Linked DNA regions of Mus musculus: region 2 is linked to region 1. A link is a contact called in public Hi-C data. All regions are on one chromosome and are shown on one strand. Each heading gives the region's core, a stretch centred on a gene start, on an enhancer-like site or on the middle of the called end of the contact. The rest is flanking DNA. Distances are from core to core; before and after follow the strand shown. Region 1 overlaps Aldh9a1 (aldehyde dehydrogenase 9, subfamily A1). Region 2 holds the start of 3110045C21Rik (RIKEN cDNA 3110045C21 gene).

Evidence for each region. A called contact is a pair of places that touch in the nucleus more often than the background predicts.
Region 2: a contact with region 1 is called in a Hi-C map of B cells, with 5 read pairs. The contact joins the promoter of 3110045C21Rik here to the enhancer-like site in region 1. A contact is called at or near these places in 2 of 39 promoter capture datasets (hippocampal neurons and pre-B cells), 1 of 484 Hi-C or Micro-C datasets (B cells) and 1 of 115 datasets of contacts at active chromatin or transcription factors (astrocytes).

What each region holds. Positions count from the first base shown.
Region 1 is chr1:167,367,587-167,372,083 of GRCm38.p6, reverse strand. It overlaps Aldh9a1 (aldehyde dehydrogenase 9, subfamily A1), which reads right to left. Exons shown (of 11, transcript NM_019993.4): 11 at 3,554-4,497. It overlaps Mgst3 (microsomal glutathione S-transferase 3), which reads left to right. Exons shown (of 6, transcript NM_025569.2): 6 at 1-118. Among named protein-coding and RNA genes, the nearest start is that of Aldh9a1, 20 kb to the right of the region's middle. Within about 2 kb of position 1,698, at least 21 of the 459 cell types and tissues checked have an H3K27ac peak or open chromatin away from gene starts, as enhancers often do. A contact at or near this core is called in B cells, where this site is marked.
Region 2 is chr1:169,967,612-169,972,391 of GRCm38.p6, reverse strand. It overlaps 3110045C21Rik (RIKEN cDNA 3110045C21 gene), which reads right to left and starts at 2,983. Exons shown (of 3, transcript NR_040438.1): 1 at 2,817-2,983; 2 at 1,590-1,942; 3 at 1-610. Hsd17b7 (hydroxysteroid (17-beta) dehydrogenase 7) reads left to right here and starts at 3,187. Exons shown (of 9, transcript NM_010476.3): 1 at 3,187-3,294. The coding sequence starts at 3,260. It overlaps Ddr2 (discoidin domain receptor family, member 2), which reads left to right. Exons shown (of 17, transcript NM_022563.2): 17 at 1-85.

The DNA.
Region 1 (4,497 bases), core at 449-2,948:
CAAAGCCTGATGGCCATGTGTTGATCTGGCTCCCACAAGTTAGCCCCTGACCTCTACGCGTGCACTGTATGTCGCACACGTATGTAACACCTATACAAATAAACGTTAACTGTTTAAAGCTTCTTTCTTAAGCAATAGACACAGATGAAACTAGGGATAACTGTGATGCTAGAATTGCTAACAGCTCATTTTATAGATGAGGAAACCGGCTGGAGAGATGGCTCAGTGTTTAAGAGCACAGACTGCTCTTCTAGAGGACCCAGGTTCAATTTCCACCTCCCATGTGGCAACTCACAATTGTCTGTAAACCCAGTCCCAGAGGCTCTGACACCCTCACACAGACATACATGCAGTCAAAAGACATCAACATACATAAAATAAAGATAAATAAATTTTTTAAAGTGTCTATGCCAATGTCTGATTAGGAACAAAGAGGAAAGGCCTTTAGAGAATGGTCTAAGCTGGCAAAATAATGACTGCAAGGTATGAACAAGAACACGGCGTCTAGACCTTTGCCATCCAACTGGGTGGCCGCTAGCCACGAGTGGCTTTTAGATGGATAATGCTTATAACAGACGCACAAGTTCTTCGTTTGGGCCAGCCACACTTCACATGCTCGATAGCTTCTGAGGATCAGAGTTAGTTGCTGAACAGAGCCTTAACTATAAACCCCATGCATTTTCCATTGGACTGAGTCACTCAAGCTTCAGAGATGAAGGCACTGAAGGGTGGCTCAGCTGTACTGGGATGACTGGGACACCCTTGGGAATTAGAACAGAACACATTCCCGGAGCGGGTCATGAGAATATGTCACCAGTGTACTGAAGAAATGGAAATGGAAATGGGCTGCCCCCTCGCCAACCCCCCACCCCCACCCCCATAAAGTTTTAAATTTGCCTTCATATTTGCCTTCCTTTTAGCAGCAGTAAGTGTTCCCTTATGAAATGGTGATAGTGAGATAAGAAGTTTGGGGTTGGGACTAGAAAGGGATGGGACATCGGTAAACCTCTGCAGTAACTGGGTTTTATCTGTGTTATAAAAGAAGTGCACCCCGGGGGACCTGGAGAACTGCTTCCTCTCACTGAGACCCAGCGAGGCAGGAGGACCCAGTGCTGGTCTCTGGAGTACTGGCGTCCCTGTGTGACAGCTGTGGGCAGTGGTAGTAACCAGGTGGGAACAGCAGCTTGGGGTGCCTTCCAGTGCTACAGTCCTTCTGCAGGTCCCAGGTAGTCATGCCTCTAGGTCAGGGGTTCTCAACCTTCCTAATGCTGGGGCCCTTTAATACAGTTCTTCATGTATGCCCCCACCCCCAACTATAAATTTTTCATTGTTACTTTATAGTGGTAGTTTTGTTAGTTACAAATCATGATGTAAACATCAGATATGCAGGGTATCTGATGTATGACCCCTGTGAAAGGGTTGTTCAACCTCCAGGGAGTCACAACCCACAGGTGGGAGTCACGACCCACAGGTGAAGAACTCACTGCTGTAGCAGCCAGTTAAAGTTCTTGGCCCAGGATGTAAGACCCTTGGTCTTAAGGAGGACAGCTCTCTGACTCTTCTAGCAACCAGAGACTGCTGTTTCTTGTCTCTGGATCCTAACAGACATCGTCCTTTTGTCTCAGTTCTGTCCTCTGCTGCTGTTTCTGCTGTGACACCTTCCTGCCCTGGCCTCCCTCAGACTGTAGCTGCTGCTTTCTCCATGTGACCAGCTCATATAACCAAAAGTGGAGCAGACCAGTGGGGAGTCAGCTTTTAAGGGTATAATGATGTGAATCAGGAAAGGAAACCAGAGTATCTCTCCACCTAACAGAAGTATGTCCCAAAGATCCCACAGCCTCCTAAAACATCACCAACGGGGCACCAAGTTTCAAGTAAGTACATGAGCCATTAGGGACATTGGAAACCCTCGTACACAATTACTGAGGCTCCATGATCACGCATGCACAGTAGGAGGCGCCCAAGACCAGAAGCAGGGCTCAAGGTGTGGTAGAAAGCTTGGGCGCCATCTGCTGGTGTAACCCAGAATTTGGATAACTTCCCCTTTACATTCTTAAGATGCTATCCAATCCTGATCACGATGACCAGTCTTAAGCCAGAGAGATGGCTCATCCTGTAGAATTTACCACCAAGCCTGACCACCGGAGTGTGATTCCCTTAATCCATGTTAATAGGAGAAAACCCACTTCCTTGAGTGGGCTTTCTGACCTCCACTCCTGCCCACACACACACCCACTTACACAGATAAATAAATATAAGTAAATACATAAATGAGCAGCCTGTCTGTCCTATCCCTCTTAAACAACTTTCTAGTAGAATTTTCTGACGTGACAGAAACATACTCTGTACTGTCCAATAAAGTAACCAGCACCTGTTTTATATACTGAGGACTTGCGATGTGGCTAGGGCAACTCGCACACTTAATGTTTAATTGTGACTAAGCATACGTGCTCAGAGCAGGGCTTAGCCCAGCTGCCTACTGAATTCACCTGAGAACCAGAGTCCAGATCACTTACATTAGCATCTCAGTACATTTAACGTTCAGTAGGCAGCCTTAATGAAGGGCCAAACTAGAGAACCATTTCTCTCACAGCACTGCCTGGCAAGCCACCCTGTGTATGCCTCATCTGAGGATCTTACTAAAATTGACTGACAGGTTTGAGGTGGGTTCGGTCTGCATCTCTACCAACCAGGTGCTGTGGCTCCCTGGCCACACTGAGCATTATCCGCTCAGACGCTCAGACAGGGCAGTTCTTGCTTTCCGTTTGTGTTCTAGTGGAGGAAGGGTACAGTTTGCACAAAAACAGTTACAGTAACAGTGGATGTTAACAGGGAGGGAGGAGGCGGTGTGTGATGGGTACCGTACCTTGGAACAGAGGTTAGCTTGCGGTGTAAGGAACCTGTAAGATGACGAGCTGGAAAACGTGGTCTAAAGAGGGAAGAGCCTGGCAGAGAACCCAGAGGAGAAAGTGGAGAGTAACAGACGACATCAGACATCCAGACAGTGTGGATGGTCATGATGAGGCGTACGGGCTTTCTCTTAACTGCAGTTAAAAGCTGCAGCGGGCTTAAGCAAGAACTCACTGTAATCTCACTGCTGTTTAATTGCTTGGTTTCTTTTGTCAACTCCCCCAAACCTTGAAAAGGAAGACAAAAATGGGTCTTTATGTGTGAAGAAAAAAAAACAAGGATTCATAAATATGTCAGGACAAATAACACCAAAAAAGGCTGCTTTCAGCATTCTGGTGCGAACGGCCATAATTCACCATCCAAAGGCAAGAGACTGAGAAGCCTAGCAGCCATCATCCCTTATCTCTAAATGCCACCGTCACTGTACGTAACTGGTCCCCAGAAGGAGCACTGGGCTGGGCTTAACTGCATCGGTCTGCAGTTACAAGGTCTGCCCACTGCAGGGAAGGACAGGGCACAAAAAGTCGTCATGCCCCACCCTGCCCTTTGTACTTGGCAGGGCTCACCTTCCCCTGCCTGGTGCTTTCTCCTGTCTCCTACCCAGCCTTAAGATGAGACTCAAATTAAGACGGCAAAAAGATCAGCAGTGTAATAGGTTTTTAATTCACTGTAATGGTAGCGTACAAATAACTCACACATTCTAAAGGTTCTCTTCGGTTCTATGGCCATAGGCTGTACTGCAAGAATCAGAGATAAAGTGCTGTGGAAGACAGGATGAGTGTTTACTGAGGCAAGTCAGTTATCTGCGTAAAATCCGACTCCACCAACTACCTGTCTCTCTAGCCAGGTGGTCCGGTTTCTCAAAGAAAGGACAGAAAAACACAGCGTTTGAGAAAGATTTTATTATTGTGCAGTGTATGATATGGGGAAGGGGTGGGTTCTAGAGATAAACCTGAAGTCACTGGGTTTAAGTGATAAGACCTTACCCACTGAGCTGTCTTGCTAGTTAGTTAGAACACAGCTGTTTAAATGCCAATGAGTCACATAGCCCACAAATACTAAGAATAACAGCTTTTTACATTTTTTTATTTATTTATGGGTTTTTTTTTGTTTTGTTTTGTTTGAGACAGGATTTCTCTATGTAGACCTTCCTAGACTGGAATTCACTCTGTAGACCAGGCTGGCTCTAAACTCAGACATCCACCTGTCTCTGCCTCCCAAGTGCCGGGATTAAAGGCACATACCAGTACTGCCCAGCTCCAAATAAAAGCTTTAAGAATTTGTTTTTTAGTTGTCAATGAACAAAGAATGTATATGTACTGATTCACCAGGAACCCAGGAAGGAAGGCCTGCTTTAAAGCAAACTAGAAAGCTGCCATTGTTGGTGGGACAAATGTGTAGGAGCAGAGCTGTGGCCTGCCTATGTCTGAAGAGTGCGCTTCTGGGGTCTACATATTTCTCAGGGGCTGGGACAACAGGTTACCTGGCTACCATCTGAAAGGCACTTGTGCACATTTTCAAACTGGGAAGGTGACTGTAAGACAGAGGACAACACTGACCCGTTATCACACTAATGACCCAAAGCCT
Region 2 (4,780 bases), core at 1,734-4,233, 2.6 Mb before region 1:
ATTGTCTATTTTCCTTTATTTATTCCCTGTAAGTCTGTCAGATGATAAATTGTACATAACAGTGATTAAAGAGTCATGCTACTGATACAGTCTTCTTTCTGTCTCAGCAGTAACAGTTCTGGCCTTTGTTGTCTTTCCTCCTGACACCACTGGTGGAGTGGTGATGTGACACAGGGAAAGTGTGCACACGGTTATCAGGGATGTCTGACAGAGAGTCATGTGAAAAGGCTTCTGTTAGATGTCAGTTGACAGCTAACTAACATGGCGATGTCTCTGACATAGTAGAGACCTTGTTTCATATCTTCATGTTATTGGGCCACTTCTGGGAACCTGAGTTTCCAGAATTCTTTTGAAAGCCTTCATTGTCATTACTGTGGAGTTGTTTTGTTTTGATATATTTTTTTTTTGAAGGAACAGAAACACTTGCTAAATCCAAATATGGTCTGTCTCAGGCAGCTGTTCACACAAGCATAAATTAACAAAAACTGTATACAACTGGGATCCAGATGCAAACTTCCCAATGGAGATTAGGGAGGAACTATCCCCAACACATTTTACTTTCACTTGCAGAATTCTGAGTAACAGGAGCACACTTCTCCCAGCAGGTGTCCTAGTAGAAAAGAGAATGGGCATGAATTCTCAAAGAATAAACAGTATTCATGAGTGCACTTCCTATCTCTGCAATGTCCAGGCTTTCAGGACCGAAGACCAGGAATATACCTGAGCGGTGGAACTGGGATGGAACAAAAAGAAACAAGGGGACTAGGGATGTTCAGAGATCTAATTCTGCTGCCAACACATACTGCCGAGGCTTAATGGCAGATATGAGTGATGGCTTGCATCTATGCACACACATACACAAACAACACAGACAAGTTATCCACATGTTTCATTATGTAGGTCATTATTGAGGATGGAAATTTTGTCTATTCAGTTTTTCATTAGCAACTTGCATGGGTCTGGTTAAGTTGCAGAGAACAAGAAAACTATTTTCCGTTCAGAGTTTTATATTTACTTCCTATTTGAAAAAGAAGTGACCACACATCTGTAAGTCCTTCTCTTCTAGAGTCCTTGGATCCTACACAGGGTAACACATGACCATTTACCACCAATGAACTGGGTAAAACTCTCAGTTAGTTTTGAGCCAGACTGAATGCATTTTTTTTTAAGGGAAGAGCATTGAAAAATATGAACATGAGAAACTACACAGCCCCAACTGGAAGTTATTCATTAGTCCCGTTTGCAAATTAGAGGCCGTCTATTCTGTGAATGTTTCTAAGAACCAAGAATAGAACTTTGTACTCAGAGCAAAAGATATGTCTCTCATCCTTACCTACTGTCCCCTAAAAGGAAAAGCGATCACGGTCTGACTTTAGGGTAGAGATGGATTTATTACAAGGAGCACAATTAATGTTGAGTTAACTACACCTGCTCAACTCATGCCAAGGCTTGCCAGTGATAGCTTCACTCACTGTGCACCAGACTGTTCTGGTACCCAACTGAAGAACCCCAGGACAACACAAACCCAAGATGAGTAGTTTGGAGTGAGGTAAAAACAAAACAAAACCAAACCAAAACCCAACACTCACCTATGAATTAAAAAATATTTTCATTGCTCGGGGTTGTGACTCTCTATGACAAATGACTTTAAAAATTAAACATTTTAGATTAATAGTCCAGTCCATCCCTTGTCGGTCACAGAGCCTTGGAAGCAGCAACTTGAGTAGAACAAAAGGAGGAAGAGTCCCAGTTTCCCTTACTGGGCTGGGCTGGAAGTGATAGAGGACTTTCTCTGAAGTCTTCTGGGTTTCATCTAACTCAGAGCTGGTCCCACTCCTGTTCTCATCTGAGGCTGTAGTAAGGCTGAACTCCTCTCGGACCCAGGCAGACTCCTGATGTTGCTTTCATGCACAGAGTTCATGCTAATAATTGCACAAGAGAACTTAAAAAAAAAAAAACAACTCAAAATAAACGTCATAATATGTTAATTAAGTTTACAGTTTTCTGGTGGGCCATTTTCATGCTACCCTAGGGTGCAGTGTGGACACACCTGTCTGCCACCCAACCCACCCACCAGGCTCTCCAATTTCTTTTTAAAAAGTGAGCTTTCTTTGGGAGAGCCACACAGTTTTCTCTGTTCTTTTGCTGCCACTTCTGAACTCCAGGGTTTAAAAAGGATCATTTGGGTATGGAATCTCAAGATCAGGGATTTTTTTTTTTTTCCACTTCAAGGCTTTAGAAAATTTGTTAAGTTACTGTCTTTTAAGAACAGTTGAAATGATCAACCAGTTTTCTTAAGTTTTAGCAGTTTGTTGGTATCATTAATCAAAACATATAGATTAAAGCCCAGAAAAGACGTTATCATTTAGGATCACGGCTATCCCTAGTAATTACAGCTCTGAAAGAGGAATAGTTTGTTCAATCATATGAGTATTAGTCCTTTCACTCAATATTAATCATCTGTAAGTAGCGAAAGCTGGGATAACGATTATAACAGCTGCGCAGGGTATTTTTATGCGAATTGAACTTAATAAAAAAAGGGAGTTTTAATGTATGCATTTGCCCCTCCCTGATTACCTAGTTCTGCTCCCTCCAAAGTACTCATCTGGGATGGCTTGGAGACAAAAAAAAAAAAAAAAAAAGAGCGAGCGAGCGAGAGAGAGAGAGAGAGAGAGAGAGAGAGGCAGAGAGAGTGAGAAAATAAAGCTCATTACAGCGACCTGAGAGGTCTGAAGGAGATGACAGTACGCATTCCTTTAGCGTTCTGAGATTCTCTGGTTTCATTCCACATTCAGAGCTTGAAATTGCTAACTTACTCGTGATTCGACATAAATACAATTCAATGAAATCCAGGTTCTCTTTCTTAAAGACCATGCTTTACACATCCTAAGAAGCAAACTTGGACTTGGGTTCCTGCACCGAAGCCTCTCCCAGCAGCCTTGTGAAACCTCCAGCTCTGCCGCCCGCTTGCTTCACTCAGAACAAAGCCCCCGCCGCAGACTGGGGGCGGCGACTGCCTGGATTGGCTATAGGACCCTTGTGTCACGTGGCTCCGCCCCTCGGCCTATCTCACCTCACCCGGTCTGGGCGTGGAGAGAAGATGCCGAGTCGCGATTGGCGGGCCTAACGCGCGGACCGGATGACGCAGGAGAGGTGGAGCCGGGCCGAGCCTTGATTGGTCGAGGTGCGCGTGGTCACGGATCAAGGTTCAGGCTAAGAGAACCCCGGTGCAGTTCTACTTCGGTGCAGGGCGTGGAAGATGCGGAAGGTGGTTTTGATCACCGGGGCGAGCAGGTGAGACCTCCTATGGAACCCCGGAGTCTATGCGGGGGGAAGCGCAGGTCGGTGATTCACTTCGATGGGGTCCGCAGAGACCCCGTTCCCTGGCTTTCCAAGAGGTGTGGTCATGCCTGCCTCGCTTGGTGCTCGGTGCTCGGTGGCTGGCGCTTTGAATTAAACATGACAGTGGAAAGGAAAGCTAAACCGCCAGTGACTGGTCAGCCTGGCAGTGATGCTGGACAGTTGTTCTCTAGGGACCGTCAGTCTCCGAGAGTAGTTAATTGTAGGTGCCCACAGTTCACTTTAAACCTAAACACTCGGGGTGTTTAAATGTCAGCATCCATGAACTTTAGGACAATGAGGAAATTTCACTCCTGCAGCATGTTTTCATATACTCTTTCCAGGAACCTACAGAACGACCAGTCTAGCAACTAAGGCTTATCCTGATGCAGATGCCAGCAAAGTTATTCCAGGCTTGCCCATTTGACCCTTGACCTACTTATCATTTGTTGATGAAGAATGTGTGGAGGATGGACCCAACCAACTCCCCTCCTACCCCCAATTGGTTACATTGCTATTTTTTGAGGAATTAATACAGGATTTGTTAAATGCCACTTAAGCCTGTTTCAGTGACCCAATCACATCTATATTAACTAAACCAGTGGAGGGGTCTGTCTTGGGCTTTTTGTTAGTGTGCGCTCTCCTTTAGGTCAGCTGGGTTTTGGCCGTTCTCGAGTGGAAAGTGCCTGTAGAAGTCAGACCTGAATTGGTGTGATTTTGATATACTGTGGTGTGTGCAACTTATACTAAAGTTGGTATTTAAAGTAAGGATGAATAGGCCGGTATCTGCTTGGTACTTTGCTGGCAGGGCCGCCAGATTCTGTGGATTCCAGACTCACTTTGGAGCTCCCTTTGCTGGCAGTCTGCATGAGAACTTACTGTTACCCAGAATGGCCTCGCTACCAGCAGTGGGCCCCATCTGCTGCGACCTTCATATCACTCTTTGTGACCCAGTGCATCTGAAGCCTCCTAGCTCTGCTCTTTCCTGCTTCTTTGTCTTCGGCTCTATCTGCTTGCTGATTCTGCTTTCTGTCTACTTGTATTGAGGGCTTTTTTTTTTTTTAAACTCTTGGCTATTCTGCTGTGACTTAGTAGTTGACAGGGATTTAACTTCAAGCTGTGCTACTGTGTATTCTCCTGAAAACAAAACAAAACAAAGCAAAAAAAAAACCCCAAAAAACAAAAACCCAAACCAAAACCTCACCGGTTGGTTCACTTACTGCGATTTACAGTTTTCCTAATAGCAACAGTACCAAGAAGTGGTGAGAACCCTTGCCTTTGCGGGACCAAGGCACCACAAGAAAATGGGGACACGGTAAACAACTAATACGGCCCCCCTTAAAGTATTTGCTAGAGATATATTAAATCACACCCTAACAGGTGCTCCAACCCTCACTCACTGTGTCATTGAACCATATTAGAGGGGAACAACTGGATGTTG